2 separate regions of the Mus musculus genome follow, and region 2 is linked to region 1. The links are chromatin contacts, called in public promoter capture Hi-C maps. All regions are on one chromosome and are shown on one strand. The core of a region is the stretch at or near the end of the contact, and the rest is flanking DNA. Distances in the headings are between cores, read along the strand shown.

Region 1 (6,846 bases), core at 1,751-4,250:
CAAACAGCAAAGCTGGTAGAACGGGGCTCCGCACAGTGGGAAAGCTGCTGCTCCAACAACCCATCCTTCCCTAAGGCTTTTTTAAATGTCTAGAAGGTGGGCAGACAACTCCACATGATTTCATGTTCAATTAAATTAGACTCACAGAGTCAAAAATAGGGGTCAGTCACAAACAATTGGCACCATTTCTGACTTCATATATAACAAACAGCTGAAGGCACATATTTTTGGCTGAATGCCACTCTAAAAATAGGACATAACATCTTGGTTTTTAAAATACTCTCGATTTTCTTTCTTCTTCATAAAAAAAACATCATACTGCCTTAGACGAGAAGAGAAATATCTTTTTTTAATTATGTGATTGCCTTCCTCTGTTGCTACAGAGCAACTGCAATCAAGACTTTCCTTTGATAGCCAAACTACCTTTATCTTTCCCGAGGTCTGATGATCAGAGAGGACAAAGACCTTAATATTAAATGGGCGAATTTGCAATGTCCTCCCACTGTGCCTCACCCCCTCCTCTCATTGTCGCCTGGAAAGACATCATCTCACCAGAGGAACAAATACCCAACTTTGATGTACATCTAACTTAAAGCATGTCGACAAAGGAAGTATACAGAATTAATAGATGATCCCCTCTATAGGAGAGGCAGCTCGGAGAAGGGAATTCCAACCTGCCTGCTATTTATTAAGCTCTCCCCAGTGTGCTCCCATTGTGATAATTAAGTCTGCAGACCACAAGGAAGCTAGGCTCACTGAACTTTCACCAGCCTGTCTATATCGTTTTGCCTTCTTATGGCTATACCGAGTTAAAATTTTATAATGCATAAACATGAAGTGATGGCGTCAAGGAAATGCCATGGTGCTCCTCCAGTCCTGCTTAGCTTTACTGAATCCAAGATTTAAAGCTCACGGAAAACAAGGGCGAAATTCTCTCATCCTCCAAAGCACCGTTTGCTAGAGTTCGGTAACAGTACTAATTAATTACTGAGTTGTTTTGTTTTTAACACGGTGCTATTGCCATGACTAAGGTATTTTCGTATGTTCAGAATGAGATTCTTTGCTATTAGGAAAATAGGGGGAAATCTTTGAAGTATAGATTTGAATGTAAACATCAGCTTTGTTACATGGTAGCCGTTCTGCTGCTTAAACAATCTAATTTCCTAGTCTGTTCATTGGGGATAATGTTCCCATGATGAAAAACTTCCCTAAAATATGAATGACATACTTCTGACAGTAATTTTTCAGTAGACAAATAGTCCTATTTCCTATTAGTTAAAACAAACCTCAAAAAATGGAAATAACATATCTAGTTAAGCCTCTCAACAAAATATTCTGATTTTGTTATTAAAAACCATAAGCTTTGGATTGTAGCTATTTTAGTATTTCTTTACAAAATTAGGACACAAACAATAGGTGCCTACCTTCCAAACTTTCTTGTTCATCAGAAGTATATGCATCCATCTGACTTTGTTCCCGCAAGAAACGAATAACTGCATAAACTAGGGGCTTCACAGATGACATTTTAGACGCTTAAATATCTCCTTGATTAAAAAAGAAGAAGAAAATAACAAGGGTCATCCACCAAGTTCAAAGCAATAAAAGCAAAAATATTCATTACCTTGATTACTTTTCTCTCTTTAAAGGGTCCAGAAAGCACAAGTGGTTATAGTCATGTATTCCACATGCTCATTCAGACCCAGCACTATTCAACTATGTTAAAGCTTGCATCAGTAAAAAAATAAAAATAACAAAGACAGATTTTCAAAACATGTGTAGCAACGCCTAGAGCTCACCGTGTCTTAACAGCATATATGATACAGATACAAGAAAGTATAGGAGTGCAGACATATGGAGAATCACCCTTGAAAGGCCTCGCTTCTAAGTTGAGGGAGATCTCGTACTGCTGACTCAGAATGTGAGCCATAGTGAGAGCATCTTCCTTTATTCCAAGAGATTTTTTTTAATGTATTAATCATTTATACTCTACTACTTTTGTAGGTTAAGAGTCACTTGCTGACGACAAGGCTCTGTGGAAAGGTTATTCAACCATTGAGTGTTATTGTTAAAACCCGGCGTTTCTATTTAATCAGTACACTGGTCAGAAATCACCGTCTAACCCGATAGATAGTACAAACCGATCTGCCCCTGCCTGCAGTAGCTGTGCTCTCGTGGACAAGCTGGAAGCTCCTGGCCGCGTTCATTCACATGGAATACTATGCATCCAAACAGTGGCGCAGGGCCAGGTGGCATTAATGGCTTATTTCCACTAAATCGTATCAGCAATCTGCTCCCCGGGATCCCTAATTCACAGCCAGGGTGTGGTACCCGCTTCTAGGATGTTTATTAGCTTTGTACTTCTTTTAAAGGCGAATCTACTCCCTAGGCCAGAGAGGTTATTTCACTCTCTGACTAAGGACCCGGGGCAGAAGAGGGAAACAGAATGGGGGTGGGGAGAGCTGTCCAACCTCCTCCAAGCTTCCCCTCCTACATCTCCAATCACATCCACCTCCCACCCCCATGGTTCCCTCCCCGTTGTACCCCGGCTTTGCCTCAGCCCAGACAGTGTTTGCAGGGGGTGCGCGGTGCAGGCCTCCATCTGGGGCTGCGGGAGACGCACCCTTTCCAGAGAGAAGCCCCTTACCACGAGAGGACACGAGATGACGGCTGCGGGCCCGGGGGCGTCGGGAAGCGGGTCCGCCTGTCCCCGCGGTCCTCGGGGCTTGAGCGGTGTTCTGGATCGCAGAGGGGGCCACGGCTCCCAAACTTCCCCCGCTCCAATGCTGCCGCCGCCGCCGCCCCCTCAGCCCACCCGGCTGCTCGCAAGGCTCTCGGACGACAGTGCTTGCTGGATCCGCCCCAGGGGCGGAGCAGGGCACGGAGGGGTGGGGTGGAGGCGGGGCAGAGAGAGGGGCGGGGCGATGGACTCGGGGCGGGGACGGAGCCGGATGCGGGGCGGGGCTAGGGGCGGGGCCACGGCGTAGGCGTGGGCCTGCAGCACGTGGGAGGGCGCTGGCTAGCGGCCTCAGTCTCGAGATCTGGTCTGCTCCGCTCTGCCCGCTCTCGGCTTCCGGGCTCGCAGACTCCACCGCCCGCCTCCTGCACCTACCAAGCCGGAGGACCACGCGCCAGCTGCTGCCGGCCTCCCGGCCTGCCCATGATCACCCTGTGCCTTTCGGCTCTGCGAGGCCTCCACAGGTACTCTAGTGGGCGGGTTAACCTTGACCGTGGGCAAGGGTGGGGTCGTCTGTCGACGACAGCCGTGGGGCCTGGTGCAGCCCTACTACACCCACCCAGGATGCCTCTGGGACTGTTCTTTCCCTCTGCCTGCTTGATGGACTCTGTAGGGACACCTGGTGCAGCAACCTGGGGCCACCTTTCCCTTGCCGCTTCCCCCAGGAGGCCGTCCTTTCCCCTTTGTTTGGGATTGCTTCAGCCGCAGTCTGTGAGAATTGTTGGGTTCACAGACCCAACCCAAAATAAATACGGAAGGATAGACCGACGCGCCCTTCAGACCTGCGGACCTGATACAGAGAGTGCCGCAGCTGTGGACTCCAGAAAGCAAGCATTTTCGTACGCACCTCATGCACTTGTTAGCGGTCCAGGCGTTTAATATACACCCGAGACCGCTTTGGTTTTCATACTTATTTCCGTCCTTGCTTTCTAACTTCATTTTTATATCCCTCCTTCCTTAAAACATTCGATCTCTTAACCTGGCAAATTGACTTGGTCCAGAATTGTTGCTTGGACACGGTTTGAATTGCTTCCTAGCGCTCTAACCACACCCCTCTGCAACAGACCAGTAGCAAAATGGTGAGAGAATTAAATTCTTTGCACGGATATGCCGGGTTTTCGGGAACAAAGCCGCCACCACCTCCCATTGCCAAATCTGCCTTACACTGAAATTTCATGTGAAAGTTCAACGGGGAAAAAAGAACTTTGTGGGGTTTGTAGATGTGCACACAACTATTTCAACCATCAGCATTTCTGCTTTTCGTCATTTTCTATTGTGCTTTGCCACTCATCTGCGTGGATCACTGTGTTCCTTAGCCCTTGTGCACCCAGGGGACAATAGTGATTCTTCAGAGTTCACCTGATGACTGTGACCATTATTTGAGCAAGGTTTGTTGTTTTCTGGTCTCCAGGCTGGAAGTGGTAAAGCTGTCAAATGAAGTTCTTTTTTCCATTTAATGGAAAGCAAGAAGAGAGAATAAATTTCCATTATAACGCTGCTAGCTCTCTTTTCTAACTTTTTAATATTAAGACCCCTTTACCTTTAAAAATTGCTGAAAACCTAGGAACATTAATTTTGTTGTTGTCGATTATATCTACCGATAGTTAACCATATACAATTAAAACTGGGACATTCGGGCTGGAGAGATGGCTCAGTGGGTAAGAGCACCCGACTGCTCTTCCGAAGGTCCAGAGTTCAAATCCCAGCAACCACATGGTGGCTCACAACCATCCTTAACGAGATCTGACTCCCTCTTCTGGAGTGTCTGAGGACAGCTACAGTGTACTTACATATAATAATAAATAAATAAATCTTTAAAAAAAAAACTGGGACATTCATAAAGATTAATGTTTATCAAGTAGTAATAAATATATGCGTATTTTTCCATTTATCTTGTCAGTGGATGCTGGAGTGACTTAATACAAAATGGCTTGATTACTACACATACCTGTACATTTAAGCTGTTTCTCCATTTTATTTTGATTTAAGAAGGAAAACCTTACTTCACATTCATATATAGGTAGAAAGAGAAGAATTTTTTTAAGCTTTATTTATTTTATTTATATGAGTATACTGTAGCTGTCTTCAGACACACCAGAAGAGGGCATCAGATCCCGCTACAGATGGTTGTGAACCATCATGTGGTTGCTGGGAATTGAACTCAGGACCTCTGGAAGAGCAGTGAGTGCTCTTAACCACTGAGCCATCTCTCCAGCCCAAGAGAAGAATATTTTAATAGCTTTCTAAAGTAACCATGGTCAGTGCTTGGTTTTTTAAGGGTGAGCTGCAGAGTAGAGTTCGGGGCGTGTACCACTGACTCTACTTATGCTGCTATGCTAAGTTCACTTGGTGTATCTTTAAATTGGGAGGGTACTCTGCATAATTTTGAAACTCCAGTCACAGTTCATTTGGGAATAAGTGGCTGTGCTATGGAGTTTTTCTGATGTTGACCTATTTTATTACATACTGTCTAATGTTACATTCCTCAGGGTTACCATCCATTTTTATTAGAAGTCTTCAAGTGCTCACTGTAGTAGATCCTATTCTCCAACATTCTAGTTTTCATTGGAAGCCTGGAATTTTATTAGTGACTACATCCTTGTATTTTTCCTTGAAGTGACAGTCTCACTTGATTACTTCAATGGGGATAGCTTTGCTTGTTTGCTTGCTTGTTATTTTGTTTGTTTTGTTTTGTTTTTGAGACAGGGTCTTGCTCTATAAAGCCCAGGCTGGCCTTGAATTCACAGTCCTCATGTCTTAGCCTCCCAGTTGCTGCGATAACAAGTATGATCCACCTCACACACCTACTGGCATTCTAAACCCACAATTCTTGTTGTGCTGGAATTGAACCCATAGACTATAACTGGATGGACAAACAGAATAATTCTGATTTGTTTGTCATTAAAAATAGTATTATAATCAAGTATAGCAACACACTCCTGTAATCTCAGCGTTGAAGACATGGACAATAGGATCAAGAGTTGAAGGCCAGCTCAGCGTATGTGGTAAGACCCAGTATCAAACAAATTTGTTAATTTCTTAAAAAAAAAAAGGTATTCAATGAAAAGAAAGGGAGGAGAAAAGGTGTTTTTTGGCTCACAGTTCATTCACTTTGACAGATGCTGTGATTTGTGCAGTCAGTTCCACTGGAACACCATTGTTCAGAGGTGTATGTGTCTGGCCGTACGTCCACAGTGAAGAGTTGAGGCTTAATAAACAGTAGTTAGTGCAAGAGTATCCTAAAATACAACTGAGATTCTTTTTAGCAGGAGTGTGAGGCCTTGAATTTGTCTACCAATGTTAGTAATAGTTTTAAGTGCAAAGATGGCAACAGTTTTATACACCATTGGTTTCATTATCGCCACAAAGATCTATGAAGCAAAAATCGTATTATAAGCTTCAGTATTCTGGAACATTCTGCACCTCATGTTTTCCCTGACCTGGTCTCAGGGTCCACTCTACAAACCTGTGGCCTTATTGTTTGCCTTCCAAGTGTGGAAAACTGCTTATATACTCAGCATTGACTGACTCTTCATTCATGCATGCAAAGAAATAAATATATAAAAAGCCTCAAAATTGTTATCTTCTTAGAAGTTAGTAATATGCCAGGTATGGTGGTATGTGCCTGCTATCTCAGCATGTGATAGCTTGAGGGAGGAAGATTATGAGTTCCAGGCTATCCTGGGTCTCAGAGTAAAACCCGCCTCGAAGAAACGGGGGGGGGGGGGGGCGGCGCGTAGAAAGGAGTGGTTAGTATTAGTAATCTACTGTAAGTATATTAACTCGTATGTCACTTGAAGACGTAGATAATAGTCACTGTGGTGGTTTGAATGGGACTGGCCCCCATAGGCTCGTATTTGAATACTATTTGAGAAGGATTAGGAAGGGCTGCCTTGTTGGAATAGGTGTGGTCTGGTAGAAGGAAATGTATTGCTGGGGGTTGGCTTTGAGGTTTCAGAAGTCCATGCCAGTCAGCCTCTCTTCTACCCTCCCCCTCTCTCTGGATCAGGTTAGATCTCAACACTACACCTGGCTACCACCACGATGATAATGGACTAAGCCTCTGAAACTGTAAGAAAGCCCCCAATTAAAGTTGTCTTGGTCTTGGTGTC
Region 2 (6,846 bases), core at 2,461-4,960, 2.9 Mb before region 1:
TGATACATTTCCACTTTGTTTTATAATAAACTATTTTTAATGATATTAGATAAATATGATGAGTATCATACAAAACACCCAAGCAAGTTTACTTCCTTATTTACTAGAAACTAACACAAATGAAGTCAAGCAAAAAACCTCAGAATTCTAACAGAAAACTGAATCCGAAATGCTTTAAGTACATTTATACTACTTAATGTTAACAGCATGTTACTTTGTGAAAGGATATTTGAAACTGTTTCTAGTTAGGGTGTGGCTCAGCCCTTTGCACACATTTTTAATCCCTCTGGCTGGAATACAGACATGCCCTTAGTATTCACCTTTAATCTCAGACAATGAAGGGAAAGTTCGTTGGGAGAAGGAAGCATCCGAGTTTGTAAGTGATGTCTCATTGAGAGGACAGAAAAATGATGAGTCAGAGAAAGATCTGACACAATAAGATCTGCCCAACTCTCATGAGAAGAGAGAGGAAAAGGAAGCCACTTGAGGGAGAGACCGAGAGCACAGGAGGAGGGGAGTGTGGTACAGGAACACAGTAGTTTGTGGAGAACAAGACAGAATTGAGAGGGAGAACAGAGCAGCACAAAAAGAGAATTGGAAAGAAGAGGGCAGTTTTCCTAGGACAGTTTTACAGAGACAGGTTGAAGAGAGAACAAGCTAGACACAGGTGAAGATAGAATGAGCCAGAGAATGAGAAGGAGCCAGAAGATTGCCAAAGATAGTTCAAGACCAAGCAGAGCAAAAAGCCAGACATGCAGAGAAGCCAGATTGAATCAGTGAGCTTGAGAGGAGTTTGAGACAAAACAGCCGGCCAGAGATCAGAAAGAAAAAGGAAGGGTGAGCTTAGTCGCTTAGTCGGCACAAAGTCTCAGGGGCTGAAAACACGCTAGGTCTAGATTAGATTGTAAGGAGGCTAGAAGCTCCTGGGACAAGGCACAGGTTAGCAGTCGGAAGCAGTAAGCCTCCGAGATGACAATTATTACAAGAGAGTAAAAGTTACTTTTATATTACTTTATGCGACCTATGTTCCATTGGCATTTCAGAACTTTAAACATGGAGGACAAATGACCATAATGCTATGGTTTGAATATGACACAGGCCCCATGGGGCTTTGGCACACACGGTCTTCATCCAGCTGGATGGTACTGTTTCGGTAGACTATGGAAACCTTTGGAACATGGGGCTTAGCTGGTAGATATTGACCAATGGACAAAACTTGAGGCTATATCTCAGCCCAGGGACCAGTCCCATTCTCTGCTCCCTGATCTTCCAACAGGTGAGGTACCTCTGTCACACACTCCCACTGACATGTCTTCCGCACCACAATGGACTGTATCCTTTGAATTCTGGGCAAAACTAAACTTCTCTCCCCTTAAGTTGGTTCTGTCCAGGATTATTCCATGCAATAAGAATTTGTGTGTGTGTGTGTGTGTGTGAGAGAGAGAGAGAGAGAAAGAGAGAGAGAGACAGACAGACAGACAGAGAAAGAGACAGAGACAGAGACAGAGACAGAGAGAGGAGGAGGTGATGAGGAAGGGTTGGAGAGAGGCCCAGTTGTGGGAAGCCACATGTGCCGTTGCAGAGTGGCACTGACTACTGCTGGCCACCACGCATAAGTTTGGACAAACAACCAATGTGTACATATGCAGTAAAGTTTTTTGCAAAGACACTGCCTGGCCCGGGCATGATAATGAGGTTCTGTAAGGTACTGAGAGTATAACCAATCAGATGTGAGACATGCAAATGAGGTATGATAATGAGGTTCTGTAAGGTACTGAGAGAGTAACCAATCAGATGTGAGACATGCAAATGAGGTATGATAATGAGGCTCTGTGAGGTACAGAGAGAGAGAGTAGCCAATCAGATAAGGAACATGCAAATGAGGCGTAGTGCATAACCAATCCGGGTGTGAGACACGCCTCTCCTAGGCCTATAAAAGCAGCACCAGTTCTGGGCTCGGGGTCTCTTCGCCTCTACAATCAAGCTCTCCCAATAAACTTGTGCAGAAGGATCCTGTTGCAGCGTCGTTCTTCCTGGCCAGTCGAGCGCGCGCAAGACCCAGCGATTAAGAGCATTAATCACTGGCTGCTCTTCTAGAGGTCCTGAGTTCAATTCCAGCAACCATGTGGTGACTCACAATCTCCTATAATGGGATCTACTATCCTCTTCTAGTGTGTCTGAAGACAGCTACAGTGTACTCATATAAATATTAACAAATAAATCTTTGAAAAAAAAGAAAAGTTCCTATGTATACATAGTTATAGATCAAACATGTCTATTTACAAAGTGATACTTACCACTTTGCAAGAATCCCTAGGCAGAAGAGTCATCTAGGCTGGAGTGGGTGGAGCAGGTTTTACAAAGACAGTAGGCTTTCAGGGCTAGCAGTTTAGCTCACTTGGTAGAACACTTGCTTGTTGGTGTTGTAGTTGCCTCTCTTTCTGGGATAAAGCACCATGACCAAGACAACCGACAAAACAAAAGTGTTTCACTGTGCTTATGGTTTCCTAGGTTTGAAGTCCATGATGGTGGAACAAAGGCATGCTGGCCTCAACACCTGAGCGCTCACCTCTTGATGCACAAGTAAGAGGTCTAGAAAGCTAACTCTAAATGGTGTCTTTTGAAACCTCAGCGCCTGATCCTAGTGAAACCCTTTCTCTAATAAGGGCACATTTCCTAATCCTTCCCAAACAGTTCCAACAATGGGGACAAAGTATTCAAGCACATGAACCATTCTCATCCACAATGCTCTCATCACGTACAAAGTCCTGGATTCTATCCCCAGTACCACATAAACTAGAAGTGATGGCTCACACCAGTAAGGCATTCAAGATTATCCTCACTACATAGCATGGTTAAGGCCAGCTTAGGTCAAATGACACCCTATCTAAAAAAAAAAAAAAAAAAAAGTAAATAACAAGTGAAAAATGTAGGGAGGTGAGAGGAAGATTTAAATAATCAGGGGGAAGGAGAAGAGATCATATTATCCTAGATCATGGGGGAAGATGAAGAAACCAAGATGCAGGAATGGGCAGGCAGGGAGTAACTGAGGAGAGTAGTAAGTCATTCTACAAAGAATTTACGACAAAGCTGGTGGAGGTTACACTTCAGTTTACACGCTTGTCTACCTGGCCCCCTCTGCTTGGCACTCTCCATGTTGCTGTAGTCAGCTCAGCCACATGACTGCAGAAGAGGCTCATTATTCAACGTTCTTCAAGTCTCTGCTCTGATTTTGAGTCATAGCTGCTGGAGTTAGAGACTAGGGCAAGTAAGCCTTGAGCTCTACTGAAGCAATAGGATAGCAGGACAGGCCCGCTGGTAGCCCAGGAGGGCTTCGCTTTGAATTGCAATGAGCTGGGAAGTAAAGGGCAAGGGGAGGTCTTCGTTCCTACTCAGGGTGGACGACACCCTTTCGACCCTCCATAATTGATGGGAAGCCTGAACCAGGCATGCCCCGGCCTTAATAAGGTTCCTCAAGGACCGGCTGCCCCGGAGTGGCATGCGATCTGACAGCCACAGAAATGCACTGAGCCAGTTCTTTAATCGGTCAGTGCCCCTCAGTCCCGCGCCCCGAAAGCCTCGATCCCACTCGGCCCTCAACCCGTTCCTGCGGCAGCGTGCACGCGGAGCGGGAGCTCTGGAAGGACGTCGCGAGTCGTTTCCCGCGCCTCGTAGGCCGCCGCGTGCGGAATCAAACCCGGCGCGGGTTCGTACCCGGCCGGGCCGCGCGCGCTCCCGTTCCCGTTCCCGTTCCCGCGGACGGCTCAGCCCCGCCCGCCGCCAGGCCGCAGCCGAGCTGGGCGGGGCCGCCTGCAGCCCGAGCGCGCGGGCGCACGGCAGGAAGCCGCGGGCCGCCGGGTGTGCGCAGGCGCGCGGCGCCCCGCCTCTCCAGCGTCCGTAGGGGCGGGCGGCGCGAGCCCTCCCACTCTTCCCCCGCGCCGCCTCACGGCTGCGGCCCTCGCTTCACCCGGACGCCCGGCGTGCGCGCCCGCCCGCCCGCCCGCCCGTCCGCCCGCCCGTCCGCCCGTCCGCCCGCAGGCCCGGGGCTTCAGCCCGCTCGTCCGCCGCCGCTCTCGCCGCGGCCCCGCTCGCGTCCACGCTGCCTCCCGGACCGGCGCGGACGCGGGCCACCGCTGCCCCTCCCGCCGCCACCCCGCCCCCTCCCCGCCTGTTTCGCCCGCCTGCCGCCGCTCCGGATGAGGTGATGGCAACGGCCAACTTCGGCAAGATCCAGATCGGGATTTACGTGGAGATCAAGCGCAGCGATGGTGAGCCGCGCCTCTGGCCGCGTCGGGCCGGCTGCCCCTTTGATTGCTCTACGGGTTGTGGGGGCGGGAAGGCGGCGGCCCGGCGCTTTTGTGTGCGGCGTTGTGCGGGTGAGGCGGGCGTGGGGTCCGCCCGGGCGCCGCTGCAGTGCGGGGCCCCGGCCGCAGGGCGGGAGCCGCTCCCGGGTTCGCGGTCCTCTCCCCCCAGGGGACTCCGTTAGGGTTGCCCGTGCCTCGCGCTGCCTCTACTCTGCCTTTTACCGGTCTCTGCCTCGGTGGCGTGGAAAGGGTGGTAGCGTGAAGATCGGGGATGTCGGCACCGAGAGACCCGACTGGCAGCCAGAGGCCATTGGGGAGCCATCCGGTTGTTGTTAAGTGCTATCCGGTTGTCAGGCCTCTTTGCCTGTTCTCCCCCAAGCATGCTGCTTTCTTCTGCTGATCCAAGTGCAGAGAAGGCTGCACTCGGCCATGAAAAGGGGTGGGGGAGTAACGGGAAAGAAATACTCGGTACGCTTCACCAAGGTGATGCTACTGAAAGGGAAGGAGAGGATGGAGAGAGGATGGACGCAGTCCACGGGAGACACTCCTGAGAGGGTGGGCGACCGGATGTTGATATTTTCACACCCTGGGGAGGTAACTGAGAGAAGTGTAAGGCGAGGGGAAGAGACATGTTTAATTCATTTAAAAAAAAAGACCCATAGGCTGCTTATGGATGTTGCTGTAGGTTCCTCGTAGGGGGGAAATATTTTTATCACTTCTAAGTGTAAAGTGAAAATCATCCATATTGTAAATGAAATAACTGAGTAGAAGGGGATGAATGAAATGCTAGTGTTAGGAATTGATTCTTGACTGCATCTCACTTGTACCCAATTCCTTTTACTTAATTGTGGCCTATTCACCATCCTTTACCGCAATTAATAAGGGCATGGCCAAAACACCCATTTCTTGGTTTCTACCAAATTTGATCAAGTCACATCAGTATACATGAGTAGATTGGTTTTCCTGTTATTTATGATGTGTTGGAAGTGGTTAGTGATTTTTTTTTTCTCTCCCTCTTTGCAGCTGAAGTAATTTGGTAACTGGAAGGATTATTTTGTGTATTATATATTTTTGAGAAAATACATTATAACTTGTAGAGCTTTAGAAGTTACCAAACGGAAAAGGGATACTTTCTTTACTTGGATTGGAGTTTGCTTTATCAATTCTCTGAAGATGACTTTCTTGCAATCATTATGCTGTCTAATGCCATTTTATTTTTTGGTGAATGTAGGTTGGCAGTATGTTAACAAATATAGGACTTACATGTTAATTCAAAACTTGAAGTATAATAAACTGTATATTCTTTACAGTCTTAAAGATCTTAACTAAAATCATTACAAAATAGCTCTATAGTCAAGTGATTTTATCTGAGATGCCATTTTTTTAATTATGCATTGAAGTAATTTTGGTTCTTTGGTGATTCTAGGATATAGGTTTATAATATTCTTTCAGTCTTTAATTTCAGCCTATAGCAGAAATTGTGATACACAAAAGCTTTGTATTTTCAAAAGTATTTTCCTCAGGAAGTAAGTGTGTACATTGTGTATTGTCCTAACTGATAGTGTAAATGCTTATACATCATGTAAATACTTACATAATGCCAGGGAGCCAAAGTAGGTAACTTTGTAAAAACAACATTTAGAATTTCTTAGTTTGGGAGACCTTATGATCTCGGGCTGGCCTTGAACTTGCTTTATAGCTGAGGACCCTGAACAGCTCCTGCTTCCTGCCAATTTGTGAGGTTTCCAGGATCAAGCATTCACTGATTGAACTACATCCTCAGCCCTGAAAATCGGGTGACTTTCAAAGGAAATCACTGGGATTAAAAGTGTTCAGTTCCGTCTCCATGAGACTCTTCCACGTGCTCCTTCTTTTCACTTTCAAGAGGCTGCTTTTGTTTTCCTTCCTTCTATAACAGATCTGTGATAGAGAAAATACTAGTGGTTATTGTAAAAAGTAAAATTAAATAAATAAACCTAGTTGTTGAATAAACACTGATATCCTGAAAACTCAGATCATAGGAGTAAATAAAGAAGGGCCACTTCAGCCTGCTGCTAACCAGGTAATAGATACTGCGCTGCATGTATGATCTTTGTCCCTGATTTCTCTATCAGTGACAGCCATATATTAAGAGATTCCAAAGGCCAAATCATGAACCAAAATGGGCCTATTTGTATCTTTGAGGATCTTCAAAAAATTCTAACCCCAGTAAGTCCTCACTGATGATTAAAAGCAGCTTACCAGTGGGTTTCTGCATTCCTAAGTCCTGCTGTCTCATCCATGAGACAGCATATTTCCTTAAGCATTGATACTCAGAACTGGACTGCTTTATGTTTTCAAACGATATGACTAAAGTAGACATTCACTGGAGAGCAGTGGTCCTCAGCCTGTGGGGGTTACAGATCAGATATTTACATTGTGACTCATAACAGTAGCAAGATTACAGTTACGAAGGAGCAATGAAGTAATTTTATGGTTGGGGGGGGCACCACACCATGAAGACATATACTAAAGGGTTGCAGCCTTAGGAAGGTTGAGAACC

The links. Capture Hi-C pulls out chosen DNA fragments and counts their contacts.
Region 2: a promoter capture Hi-C map of liver shows a contact between it and region 1, with 4 times the contacts expected there. The contact joins the promoter of 3830408C21Rik here to the promoter of Nln in region 1. A contact is called at or near these places in 3 of 39 promoter capture datasets (hippocampal neurons, liver and pre-B cells), 1 of 484 Hi-C or Micro-C datasets (CD4 T cells), 2 of 115 datasets of contacts at active chromatin or transcription factors (astrocytes and forebrain) and 3 of 9 other capture datasets (adipose tissue, embryonic stem cells and liver).

Annotation. Positions count from the first base shown.
Region 1 is chr13:104,105,768-104,112,613 of GRCm38.p6, reverse strand. Nln (neurolysin (metallopeptidase M3 family)) reads left to right here and starts at 3,000. Exons shown (of 13, transcript NM_029447.2): 1 at 3,000-3,198. The coding sequence starts at 3,158. It overlaps Sgtb (small glutamine-rich tetratricopeptide repeat (TPR)-containing, beta), which reads right to left and starts at 2,873. Exons shown (of 11, transcript NM_144838.2): 1 at 2,645-2,873; 2 at 1,425-1,544. The coding sequence starts at 1,524.
Region 2 is chr13:107,019,434-107,026,279 of GRCm38.p6, reverse strand. 3830408C21Rik (RIKEN cDNA 3830408C21 gene) reads right to left here and starts at 3,710. Exons shown (of 4, transcript NR_015471.1): 1 at 2,298-3,710. It overlaps Kif2a (kinesin family member 2A), which reads left to right and starts at 3,925. Exons shown (of 21, transcript NM_001374727.1): 1 at 3,925-4,268. The coding sequence starts at 4,205.